2 separate regions of the Mus musculus genome follow, and region 2 is linked to region 1. A link is a contact called in public Hi-C data. All regions are on one chromosome and are shown on one strand. The core of a region is the stretch at or near the end of the contact, and the rest is flanking DNA. Distances in the headings are between cores, read along the strand shown. Region 1 has its middle 31 kb from the start of Gm3716. Region 2 overlaps Fam114a1 (family with sequence similarity 114, member A1).

The links. A called contact is a pair of places that touch in the nucleus more often than the background predicts.
Region 2: a contact with region 1 is called in a Hi-C map of uterus, with 2.4 times the contacts expected there. The contact joins two enhancer-like sites.

The regions. Positions count from the first base shown.
Region 1 is chr5:64,576,491-64,583,188 of GRCm38.p6, forward strand. No RefSeq gene overlaps it. Among named protein-coding and RNA genes, the nearest start is that of Gm3716, 31 kb to the right of the region's middle. Within about 2 kb of position 2,756, at least 187 of the 459 cell types and tissues checked have an H3K27ac peak or open chromatin away from gene starts, as enhancers often do. A contact at or near this core is called in uterus, where this site is marked.
Region 2 is chr5:65,002,205-65,008,902 of GRCm38.p6, forward strand. Fam114a1 (family with sequence similarity 114, member A1) reads left to right here. Exons shown (of 14, transcript NM_026667.3): 4 at 3,594-3,707; 5 at 3,830-3,939. The region is part of intron 2 of Gm32374 (a long non-coding RNA gene); the gene reads right to left. Among named protein-coding and RNA genes, the nearest start is that of Gm32374, 15 kb to the right of the region's middle. Within about 2 kb of position 4,022, at least 54 of the 459 cell types and tissues checked have an H3K27ac peak or open chromatin away from gene starts, as enhancers often do. A contact at or near this core is called in uterus, where this site is marked.

The DNA.
Region 1 (6,698 bases), core at 1,506-4,005:
CACTGCAACAGCGAAAACATCTCAAGCCACATCTCCGATAACTTTGTTTACAATTACATGTAAGTTCAGGGTTACTTAATTTCTCTCTTTTAAGTAAAATTGTGTGGCCCGGGGTTACCCAAGATGTTAATGAAGTTAAATGGCGAAGGCGATTATGCGGCAACATGGAAAATAAACAATTCGGTCTTTGCCTCAGCATTAGGCTCCCATGATGCTTCATCTTTGCCTGGGTAATTATCTCTCAACAGCAGACTCTTAGCCAGCAGCAAGGGATAATTCCATTAACATTCCCACCTAAACACAGTCTTCCGGGCTTTTCAGGGTCCCTGGGCCGCTGGCTACATCACGGGGGCCTCTTATCGTTCTGGAGTTAAAACAAGAAAGTAAAAATTATTCACTCACATTAATTCTTTTCTCCCCCCGAGCAAACCTCTGCACAATCTTGACTCATTGCTCCAACTCGTATTGCTGCCAAGAATACTATCTGTAGTGAGCCAGTGTGCTCAATTCATTATGGGTTGGAGGACCAGAGCATGGAGCGTCACCCATAAGCTGGGTTGCAACTGTCTGAGAAAGAGGAAAAGTGCCAGGGTGTGATGTGGCCTCTGGAAGGAGGAAGGAAGAGCCATGGGTTTTGGAAAATGTAAAATGCCAAGGTTGTGTCCTAGTCATGGAATCCAGGCTTGTATACACTCAGGCGAGCAGAGAGATACGGCTTATTAAACACACTGAACGGAGGGATTTCGGAAGACGGTTCACAAACCTTGACTCTTGAATAAGCGCTGTCTGCCTCAGGCTTAGTTTCCAGGCAGGCCTGTCAAGCAAGGCTCTGGGGCTGCTGAGTCCGGACAGAGAGTGAGAGTCCTTAGCACACGGGTGAGGAGCCTAGAGTTCTCCAGCACTTTCCCAGGCAGGGCTCAATTAGTGATGGCTGTACTATCCTCTCCCGTCCCCAAACACACAGCCCACTCCACATCACAGACGAGATCCCTTAAACCCAAAACGTGTGAAAAAACACATCTGACGTCCCACATCAGATATGGTGGAAAGGGAACCTGAATGCGTCTTCAGGATTGGAGGCTGGCTGTTCTTTGAAAGGAAGGAAGCTGTTTCTTTATCTGTTTTCTCACACAGTACAAGCTTCGGTTCCACAGTGTGAGGACTTATCTCCCAGCAGTGACTGGAGGTTAGGGTGTCTGGAGAACTCTTTTAATCCAGGATTGACCCCAAGGTGACCTTTCCCTTCCTTCCCACTATCTCTTAACTCATGAGTCTGGATTCTGGAGATTGGACTGGCTGACTGAGTGAGTGAGTTAACGAATGAATGAATGAATGAATGAATGAATGAATGAAGATGATAGCTCCATCTCTCACAAATCTAAATGCACAATAGACCCTCAGTGGAGGTTTTTTCAAAATTAAAAACAATAGTTACTTACCAGCTCTGTCAGCAGATTGATCCAGGAAAGAGGTCTGAGAGTTGACTTGAATTAGGTGTGAAGGTTGGTTGGAATTCAATTACCCATGACCCTCCGGTCTTTTCTGCCAGGCCATGATTTATAGAGGCTGGCTAACGAAGGTTGGGACCCATAACACTGCAATCAGCCTTTCTTTGGAAGATGAAGGTCCAGGAATTATCTAAGGGGCAGTCTCAGGCCTGATGACATTTCTTAGGTTGGAAATATCTTTGTGACTTGGCCCAAGAGCAGCCAGGCTCAGACTTGGACACAAATAGCAAGCACAATCAAGCTGCAGGAGTCCTCGCTCCTATTTTTCTTCACAATCACTCTGACCTAGTAGCCCTGCCTGACACACATAAATGATCTATGGGCTGTGGGTGGTTAGGGTCCTTGCTCATGGATATCTGGGGGCATCTACTCACTGAAAAGGCCAATGGAAAACCAGAAAATTGTATCAGTTAAAGTAGGCAAGGGATTCAACTCATCACCACCGTTTCCTTTTTTCTCCAATTTAGATTTTCCTTCTCAGTCTCACCTTAAGGTCTATCTGATCTTGTTACAGCCAGGCTTAATGGCCGTAGGAGTCTAAGACCCAGCTACATATTTTTCCCCATCACGTAACAACATTCTTGAGAGGCGGAGGAGGCTGAGGAGATGGTTGCACACATACATTCCTTGCTATGCAGCATTAGGATTGAGTTTACCGTTCCAGTATCCATGCAAAAGCGAGGTATGGCCGCACACATTTGGAATCCAAGCTCTGTTGAAGCAGAGACACCCAGAGATGGGGGTATCCTAGGGCTCGCTAGCCAGACAGCCTAGCTGGGTCAGGGAGCCCCAGGATCAGTGTGAGACCTTGTTTCAAAAAATAAGGTAGAGGGCAACTAAGGAAAGCCCCTGACATCAACCTTTGGCCTCCACACACTCCAGAATGAGTACACACACACACACACACACACACACACACAATTTTTTTTTTTGTTATTGTAGTTAATATCCCAGAAGGCGTCTTGAAACCATGGTGATAGTAACAGTTGCACAACTGTAATCCCTGCACTTGGGAGGCTGAGACAAGAGGATGCCAAGTTCAAAGCCAGCTGCTTCCATAGGGGGAATCTGTCTGATAACAAAACAACAACACACACACCACTACCACCACACACACACATACAGAGTTACTGGCTCATTTGATTGCTGTTACTGTTGCTGTTTGCACGCAGCATCTCTCCTGTGAGTGAGTGAGGTGAATCTGGACCCTGACCTGGCCACCCTTACTTTCAGAGCTCTGAGCAGGTCTGTAGCAGATCCCAATTTGCAAGGCTGGTGAAGGAACAGAGGGTAAGAAGTGATTCCTGCGTCTGCCCTTTGCCCCCTCCGAGGTCACATTGCTTAATGAATCTAGCTGAAAAAAAAAAAAAAACAGTTGAGTGTTGGGAGAGTCGCAGCATCCATGTGTCTTCATAAAGTACCTGTCTCTATACAACAGGCCACTTTCTTCTAATAAAAAGCTCATAAGACAGGCAACTGGACGTGTGGATCTCCAAGCTTACAGAATGAACTCGAACTTGAAAGAGATCCAGCCCATAACGACATTTATTATTTTTAGAGCATTACCTAGTCATTTTGATTAATTCTCTTAGAGTACTTTTCCCTCAAGCTCCCTAGGGGGAGGAGGGTGTGTTGGGGGGAGGGGGGAGGTCTAACGAGACTGTAAAAATACAAATTTAACCTCGGTGAGGAGTTGACATGTTTAGAACTGTAACATGGCAAATCATTGTGAAATCTTCTAATGGGTGCCCGTCCCCTGCCAAACAAGCCCAGCACCCAAAGCACACAAAGAAATCATTGAAAGACACTGGACCGTGTCCAAAAGGCCAGGGCTAATGTTTCACCTAATCTCCCTCCTGGTCTCTCCTGCCTACTGCCGGCCCCACCCACAGGATCCGCACTGGAGAGCTCCCCGCAGCTGCTCCGGGGCATTTACACCCTCTCACCCCACAGCAGCAGGAGGAAAACCATTATGAAGCCAGCAATATAAAAGGGGAAAGATGCGTGGAGGGGGGAGGTGGGAGCTGATGGAGGCAGCGCCTGTTTTCTGGCAGGGTTGCTATGCTTGGGGTGGGGCCAGGAAGAAGGCCCAAATGGGGCCAGAGGTGACCCTGGTTCACGTTTCCTAGGACACTGCAACTTAGGGTAGAAGTGCCTAGGAGCTGGTAACAACAGGGCTTGTTTTTTGTTTTGTTAAGTTCAATTTGTTTCCAACTCTTCTTATCTTGGCTCTGTCTTGGGCATCACAGACTCCAGAGCTTTGCAGGCACAGGGTGGGGTAGGGTGGGGCTGAGTCATTCTTTCTTTCTTTTCTCTTAAAGGGATAGGACTAGGGACGCCTCTTTGAATGCCTGTGGTTTGCTCAGATGTGATGGCAGTCCTTAGTAAAATACTCCGACCAGGCAAGAGTTCTTTTTTCTCTTTGAGGGAGGCTTTCACAGAGATGGCCACCAACAAATTCTAAGGGCAGAAAGGATGTTTGCTGGGAGGACTTTGGACCTGTAAGATAACCCTGATGTTAATCATTATTTCAGCTGGCCAGAGCTGGCCTTGAACTTCTGGACTTGCTAAGTTGAATATGAAGAAATAAATCCAGTCCGGTTGGTTGTAGTGGATGTTTTTAATTCCAGCACTCAGAGGCCGAGGCAGGCTGATCTCTGCAAATTCCAGGACAGCCAGAGCTACACAAAGAAACCCTGTCTTGAAAAGCCAAAAATAAAAAAAAAAATAAAATAAAATAAAATAAAGAAATAGATCCCTTTTAAAAATGAGCATTGATGTAAATGTGAACCTCAGGATTTGTCAAAATTTGTCTGGGAAAAGTATTATGCTTAATATAGGGGCTGTCCAGGTTTGGGAGTCACAGGCCCAGCTGGAATCTCAGCTCCATCATTTCCAGGCCTGTGGCTGTGGCCCATATCTACAGCCTCAGTTCCCCATCTCTAGTAAGGGCAGTGATAGCCTCTGGCTCCCCAAGAGTTCCTTCAGCTGCTCCGGCATCTCAACAGATGTGTATGGCTTGTGCACCCTCCTCCAATCCACAGAGGACATGTGCGCTTCAGCCAGCAAGGAACAAAGGAAAAAAAGTTCAGCCCCTTCCTTGCAGCTTTGTATGGATCGAGAAGTAGCTTCAAACACACAGGACCCAGACACCCTAAGGCTCTTTCTCTTGTTTACTTATTTTTTTATTTTATTTTTCCATTCCATAGCCCTCACTGTGTGATAAGCGCCTTCTGAGCGCTTGACAGAGGTTGACTCCGCCCACCTTTCACCAGTTGCCTATGAAATGCACAGTCTGGGGATTCTTGTTTTGCAGGGGAGGAAACAAACACAGCTTATGGTCCAGGGACATGGCACAAGGGTCTCACCAGTCAAGACTTGAACCCAGGCAACCTAAGCCCTTGTCTTTGTGGGGATTGTGGGCAACTGTTTATTTGGTGAGGGCAACCAAAGGTCTCTCTGTATGAGATACCCAGGCTAGCTCTGCACAGCCTAGAAAATATTATTACTGAAGTTGTCAAAGTCTTCACTGATAAACATTCATAGCCAGAACCTCGGACCAGAAGGACCAGATGAGGTCAGCGGAACAGAGAAGCTGGTTCCCAGCCCTGTGGCTCGCTGCCCATCGCTCCACTCCCACCAGGAGGCGGCTGCAGCCTCTTCTCTGGTCTCCCCCTCAGCCTTTTGGCTCAGTTGACTGTGAATTTGCTGATGGTTGCAGCCTGAGTAGGTGGAGGGTGGCGGGAAGGAGAAAACATCGAAGGAGTCAAGGATAAAGGAAACAACTGGTTTTTAAATTCCAGTGGTTATAAAATCAGTAGCTGGCCATGGCAGACATTGCAAAAGTGGCAGATTTCGATCCTGTTTCCCAGACTCTGTCTCCCCATCCACTTTCCAGCTAGGTATGGTCAGTCACAGGACCCAAATCAGGCCTTTTGTCCTTTCCCTCCACCCCACCCCACCTCCTAGCAGTCCTTCTTGTCCACTTCTTTCTTTGAATGTATGTGCAGTACTTGGTCATGCAGGGGTTAAAGACATATATAATAATAGGGGTGTAGGGATAAAAACGAAAATATGGCTAAGATCAAATGCAATGTGATAACAGGGGTGCAGGGATTCGATACAGATGTGATGACTGGGGTGCAGGGATTCGATACAGATGTGATGACTGGGGTGTAGGGATTCGATACAGATGTGATAACGGGTGCAGAAGCTGCCACATGTAAACCATGAAGGAAGAGCCAGGAAGCTCTCAGGCATCAGCTCTACAGTGCTGAGCTGTTGTGCCACGTGAGTTCAGAGTTTTGCTGTTTTCAGCTTAGGATGATCCTGTCATCAATACTCATAGAAAAGTCACGAGAAACAGGAAAAACAAGACGGGGGGGGGGGCGGGGGGGATATCACCTGTGATCCTATTACCCAGATGTTATTTCAAAATATATTTTTTCCATTTCCCCTCTTCTAATGTTTTTCAAAAATACAGAACAGAAGGTCCATTGGCAACTGACCCTTTTTTAGTGTGCTGTGGTCACTTTTCTGTATCAGTCACATCCATTACCCAGGTTTCTAAGAATTCTTTAACTCCAAGTATTAATAATAATCATTCAGTCATGTTTGTACATTCCTCTTTGTCTGATTATTTCCTTTGGATTACTAAAACTGCCATTACATGTTGGATTGCGTGTGTGTGTTTATGTATGTGTGTGTCCTCCCGTGTGCATATACTCAGCAGCTAGATCAGAGCATCTATCACTCTTCATCCTACAGCTCTCAGACAGGGTTTCTCCCTGGACCAGAAGCTCACCATATTAGCTAGACTTGGCTGGCCAGTGAGCTCTGGGGAATCTGCCCTTCTCTGCCCTTCAGCGCTGAGTTTACAGGCATGCACAGCTATGCGCAGCTTCTCTTGAGAGCACTGGGAATTTGAACTCAGGTCCTCATGTTTGCAGAGCAAGGGCTCTTGCCCACCAAGCCATCTCTCCAGCTCTAACAAAGTGTTACATATTAGGCTTTACATATTTAAGATAAAGCATCTTCCCGAAAGATCTCCTCAGACTTCTTCATGTCACTATCTACACTTTCAGTTGTCATCTTTGAAGAGATACTCATCAGCTCAATAATTAAAATCCCAGAGAAACTGACTTCATAACTGAACTACATAATTTGGCATTTCTCTATAATATGTGCCCT
Region 2 (6,698 bases), core at 2,772-5,271, 430 kb after region 1:
TCAAGGTGAGGCAACTCAAGTTCAGGTTAGCATAAGTCAAAGTGTTCTAAAGAAGAGCCTGACCAAGGATCTGACCTTCAAGGTTAGAAGGCATTCTCAACTATAAAACTTCCTCAGTATGTCAAAGGGATTATACATGTTGGTTCTGGCATCAGATGGACTGGATTTAAATCCTGCTTCCCGCTTACCAACTTTGGGACCTTTGGCAGATAACGTTCTTTTGATTGACCTCAGTTTTCTCAGTTATGGAAGGGGTATTACACATCTCTTAGCACAGTGTTATTAAGAAAAGTAGACACTTTAATACAGTGTCTGGGATGTCCTAAAGGTATAGAGGAGAGATTTTGGAAGGTCGATATTATAATTCTCATGGCAGAAAAAGCACAGAAGCAGAGACACGCGGACAAATTAGGTAACTAAGTTAACATCACACAGCTAAGAAATTGTGGGACCAATGTCCTTGGCGGATTTCAGTCTAGATTGCTTTCATTTAGCGTGTAAGCACAGGTAATTAAAAAGCCAGATGGCCATGGAATGTTTTTAGAGGACACTGTCCTGCAACATTCTTGGGACATTCTTGCCCTCTTGTCTTGATTTGGGTTTGCTGGGTTTTTTTTTGTTTGTTTGTTTGTTTGTTTGTGTTTTTTTTTGTTTTGTTTTGTTTTGTTTTGTTTTCTGGTTTGGCTTTCCAGCACTCACCTACTGCAGCCTGAAAACCAGACCCAGTCCCAGCCTCAGAGCCTTGGGATTCCGGAGCCTTCCATGTTTTAGAATATTTAGGGTTTGTGGTGGTGTGAAGTTATTTCACAAACGACACCAAGTAGTGTCACACACATTTGTTGTCTTTTTCTTGTTAGTAGAAACCTCTGGAAATGGAGTCATTAGTCAAAAATAAAAGTCCCAGTGGCTCTGTTATGATTTCCTTATCTGGGCACTAGATGTCACACTAAGTCAAGCTTTGGAAGTGGCTCAGCTAAGTAGGGTGTGGCAGTCTCTACCTATTTAAAAAAAAATCACAATATTTAGGTAAATATAACGCTTAAATTTGAATTTCTAGGAAAATTCAGAAAGTACTTTCTTTTACTTACAAAAAAACTTAGAATTGTTAATCAGAGAACAGATAGCACCATGGTGAAATGCCGGCTTAAACACATCTTAGCTGCATGCACATGAAAACTGTCTTCCATTCCGAAAACAAAGGGGTAGTTCTGGAGACAGTTTATGCACACTTGTCTGTGGTCATGTGGGAGGCTTGTTCTTTTTTTCCCTTTGCTGTTTTGTTTGAGACGGTATCTCATGTAGCCCAGGCAAGCCTTGGACTTGTTAGGTAGCTGAGGCTAGTCTCTTACCTTCCTCTGCTTTCCAAGTGCTGGGACTACAGACTGGCCAAGATGAGAAGCAGCTCTCCCAACAGAGAAACAGACAAGACTAACCTACTGTGGAGGAAGTCAAAGAGGGGGATGTAAGGCCCCGGAAGATTAAAGAGCTAATAATGAGTGTGAGCGCCGCTGAGCCCCAGAGCTGAGCAAGCTGTGCCTCCAGAGATCACTTATTCCCTGACTTTGGCTCTCAGAAATCTATAGCTGTGAATTATGCGTGGAGAATTCTGCAGTCTCCTTTTGGAAAGTCTGTGTGGATGTTGTTGTTGTTGTTTTTAAACTACCTTGAAGAATATGAAGCCAACGACTTAAGTGTTTGCTGAAATTTCGATGAGATTCCATTGAAATGTTTGGAATTCTTTGGAGGCTAGAAAGAATTAATTCGAGTCAGATTGAAAGCTTATAATTAAGTCTTCGGCTTAGCAGTTTGTTTTTTTTTTTTTTTCCGAGTAACTCAGTAATGAGTTTGAGCTGTGTTTAATTATCTGCATGAGTGTAGGCACATATTTCTATTGTAATTAAAGCTGTAAATCATGTTTCCTAAGTTTTCAGGGTTTGTAGGTAATATATGATGACAAATAGCTTTCGTTGGAAGAAGCCAGTAAATACCATTGCCTGTGTTGCTTTGATAAATCAGGTTAGAACTGAGAAATCGGCCTTCTGTGTGTATGTGGGGGTGCATGTGTGAGTATGTGCAGAGGCCAAAGGCTAACCTCGAAAGTCAAAGGGTATTCCTCAGGATTGTGTCTGCCTTGCCTTTTGAAACAGCATGGCTCACTTGGCCTGAAATTTACTGATTCAGTTACAACGGCTGGATGTCAAGCCCCAGGGATGTATCTGTCTCTATGTCCCCAGCTCTGAGGCTACAAACTCATGCCACCACACCTAGATTTCCACAGGGTTCTATGCATTGATATCAGATCCAAAATACTACTCTTTTGAGTATGTATGAGTCTCATCTGTGTCTTCCTCTAACTCAAGAGATGGATGAACAGTCATTTGAACAGTGTTTTGTAATTCTGACTGGTTCTAGTTGACTCTGGTGTCTTCCTTTGACTTGGTTACCACTGCCTCGTGTTTGAACAACCCAGGGTCCCAGGATGCGTGCTTCCTTTCTCCTTACATGCCACGGCAGGTAGCAGGCACCCAGATGGAGGGGGCACAGGCTGTTTTTCCTTCTAGAACTCCAGTAGCCATGAGGACCGCAGTGGTCTACCAGTGCTTTGATCCCTTCCTCCTGTCTAAGAAAGGCTTACCCCATCTTAGTGCAGGGTGTCAAGCTGTCTGTGGATGAAATAGAAGACTCTTTTCTATCAAGTCAAGGGTTGGTTTTTACCCAATGAGTGGGAAGGTCTGCTCTGTACTCCTTACCGAATCCCAACTGTGCCAGTGTCTTGGAAATAAAGACTGTCCCTTCTTGGAAATACAGGTGCTATTAGTCTGATGGAGTCCGTGACCTTCAGCCTACTTTGGACTGCTACTCCTTCCCAATTTCCCCACTGAGTGACCCTTTGATTTAGAGCTGTCAGCTCAAGACCTTTCATGGTGTACGTTTGAGGAACTGTAGTGTTATTTTTTTATTTGTTTGTTTGGAGGGCTTTGTTTTGTTTAGAGACACGATCTTGCTAAGTAGCCCACACTGACCTAGAATCTTATGCAGACTAGGCTAGACTCAAACTTGCCATCCTCCTGCCTCAGCCCCCTGAGTGTTAGGATTATATGCCACCATACATATAATCCTAGGAACATATTATACATAGGTTTATACATAGGAACGTATTGAAGGTCATCTGACTTCAATCCAGCCCATGTTAACTGAGCACCTGCCATGTGCTAGGACTTCAAAAAGCCAACAGCGACCACAAGAGAACGATTGATCAGCCATATGACACTTTAGAAAACAGGATGAAGACATGCCTTTCAAAGACGCTGACTTGAGTTTGGAGTTTCCCTGTTAAAAACAGCCACCATGGCAGAAGCCAAAAGGGGTCTGGGAACATAGTGAGGAAACTGAGTCACAAAAGAGAGTGGCTTTAAGGCCACTCAGCCTGACCATGCTGAGTTCATCTTTGGATCCTACCACAGGGAATCTGAACACATTGCTGCCATTCAGGGTAGAACCCCGCAGTCCAGATGGTCTTGTGAGATTAGTCTAGGGTCACAGACTGTGCAGATTGTAATGTCTCTGTGAACTATATATTTATGTCCTTGCAGGTCATGGATTAACAGCAGTCAAAGAAAAGGCAGGGGCAACCCTACGAATCCACAGTGCCAATTCTGCATCTCCCGAAGGGGCCCCAACTGATGCTGAAAACGGAATCTCTGGAAGTGAGTGGCGTGCTCGCCTGGTGTTTTGTTACACCCGTGTGCATGACTACACAGTGGGGAAAAGCCCAAGTTCAGATCAGCAAAATGCATTCTAACCAGGGTGTTATTTCTTGCCATGACAGATGTGACTCCAGATCAGGACCCTGCCAGAGGCCCCCACACTCCTCCTCCACCAGGGGCGGCAGGGTCGAGAGGCATGCTGTCAGCCCTCACCAATGTGGTTCAAAACACGGTGAGTCCCTAGAGGCCTCCCCTGTTTTCCCTAGTGGCTCAGTTCTTTTGATCTTTGCAGCTTGTGACCTAGATACATCAGAGAGAAGGCTGCCTCACTCCTGACTTTGGATTCCAGTTTGTTATGCTTTCTGCTACAGAGTAGCTATAACCTTGGATCTGAAATAATAAGGGCAAGATGAAATGCAGTCTGTGTTTAAAAGAAGAGAGTGGTTTAGAAGATTTTTTTTCCAATCTGATCTAACAGTGTCCCTTCTAGCTGCTTCAAGGACGGCATTTAGGTGAGGGAGGGAACTTGGAGCTGGGACAGCTGTTCTTCCTGGATCAGGTCTCAGTTCTCTTAAAATTGGAAATCCTTCAAAGCAAAAAAGGACTAGTAATGACTCAGGGAGAATAACTCAGAGACCAACCCAGCCATAGCCTCCCTCCTGATCCCTACAGCCCCTTTCCCTGCAGAACCCTAAACGTACACCTGAAAGTCTTATTTTTCCATTGTTTGTTTATTCCTTTTTATTTAAGTTGAATTGATTTTTTTTAAAGACAGATACTCAACCATCTCACTCCTCCAGGAAGCTCGCTATTGATGATAAACATTGAAAGGAAGCAGAGGTACCACAGTGAGAAGAGGAAGTCAGCAGGTCCTTAGCACCAGGAAGACAGGAGTCTACTATGTAGAACAAGCTAACTATATTTTCTAGAAATATGGGCTCGTGCCCTTTTTAGTCATTTATCCATTTGTTATATTAAAGAGAGACAGTTGACCCTTACTGTGTGTGAGGAGCCTCACCAGACTCTGGCCATATAGGCTAATGCTATGTCTTGCCATATTAAGGCGGTTTAACAATGGTGTGTGATGCATTATGGGAAAGGAGGGGATTGTGAATGGCCCCGTAGGTTATCTTACCCATATGTTGGGACAAAAGAGTGCCAGGAGTAAAGGAAGACTGGATAGGGAGAAGGAGGCACACCAAGTGTTAAGAGTCACAACGCAGAGCTGTTCAAGGCCACCCATGAGAGTGGGGGAAGCTCTCTCTGTAACTCGGGTGTAAAAAGCAAACCCATGGCTTCTCACTGCTCCCTTTTTTAAAAATTATTTTTTACATGATCTATTATTGTGTGTGCATATGGTGAGAGGGCACCTATACCATGGCATCTAGATCATGTGAAGGTCAGAGGGCAACTTTGTGGAGTCACCTCTCCCCTTCCACTTTATGTGGGGTTCTGGGACTAGAACTCAGGTCACCAAGTTCACGCAGTAACTGCCTTTACCCACTGAGCCATCTTGCCAGCCCCCAGCAGTCATCTTGAGTGCATCCCTCACATCCTCAGTCTCCTTACATGGTCCTGAACCTGCTTGCCCTCCTCCCACAGTCCCGGCCCACCAGGCATAGATACTTCCTGGGTCTCCCGTTTATTCTCTGCTAAGGTGACAGGATGTTGGGGGCAGGAGAGGGGGTGGAGTGGGCGGGGCAGTAAATCAAAGCAAGGGAAAGTGTGAGCTTCTGGGAAGCCCATGTTCTCTGTGCTAGTCGCTTCTTATCATTGCTGGGACAAAGTGCCTAGCGGAAATAACACAGGGAAGAAGATATATTTTGCTCATGGTTTGAAAAGCTTTCGTCCATGGTTGCTTGGTCCCAAGTGCTTGGACAGGACATCATGGTGGTGGGAATACGAAAGAAGGAGGCTCTATACCTTCTGGCAGTCAGGATGCTGAGAAAGAGGAAGGGACTGGGGACCAGATATAACCTTTGAGGTATATCCGAGAGTGGCCTACTTCCTCCAACTAGGCTCCACCTCCAGAAGTATGTAGCGCATCCTGAAGTAACAGTACTAACTGAGGGCCAGGGATGTTCCTGAGCCGGTGGGGGATACTTTATTTTGAATCCATAACTTCACCTTGAGATGTCTGCATTTACAAATCTTTTCCACAGTGTGAGTTTTGATTGGGCTCCAGATTTAAAAAAAAAAAAATCTGAATTTCTGAAATGGAAATGTCTGATGAAGTACATTCATTCAGTAAGGTTGAATGCTAGCACTTAAATAATTATGAAGATTGAAAAACACACATATAGACGATATAAAAATAAAAACATGTTCTTGTGAGGTAAGAAAATACAGCTGTATGTAGAGTTGTATTATTGGGATTATAAGTGGAGTGTTCAGAGCAATGTGGTTCTGTTTATTTGAACAGTATATGTGAGTCTTGGTTGCTTTCACTTTTGTTAAAAGGAAAGCAATGGCTGGCCAAGGGATTTTTCCACAGTGACACCTGGAAAATAGACCAGTTTCAGAAACTGGAAGTACACGGAAGGCAAACTGTCTTACTTCATTAATGTACTAATTATAGTTGGTGTTCCCCAGTTTCTGAAAGTATGCAAAAGCCATCTGAAACAGCCTGAGGGTCCATTGCTTCAGGGCCCAGGATTTAAAAATCATCTAAATTAGCATGAGTATTTGACATTTTAATAACCTGCCCCCAAATAACTCTGTTACTTACGCTAAAATTCTTTCAAACACGACAATCGGGTCATCTGTTAATTTTATGTCTTAGACACACATCTATTTGATATGCTCAGCACTACTGACATGAATTCCTAATGTGCACTGTTTTCCCCCTAAACATCATTTTTTAATAACACTGCATGCTCTACAAATTATATAACATATGGTTTTTCGAGGAAAGGAAAACAGGATTAAATAGATGATCTATCTCGTGGTGTGAAAAACTTGTGGCTTTCTATTTATTTTAATATTTGACGA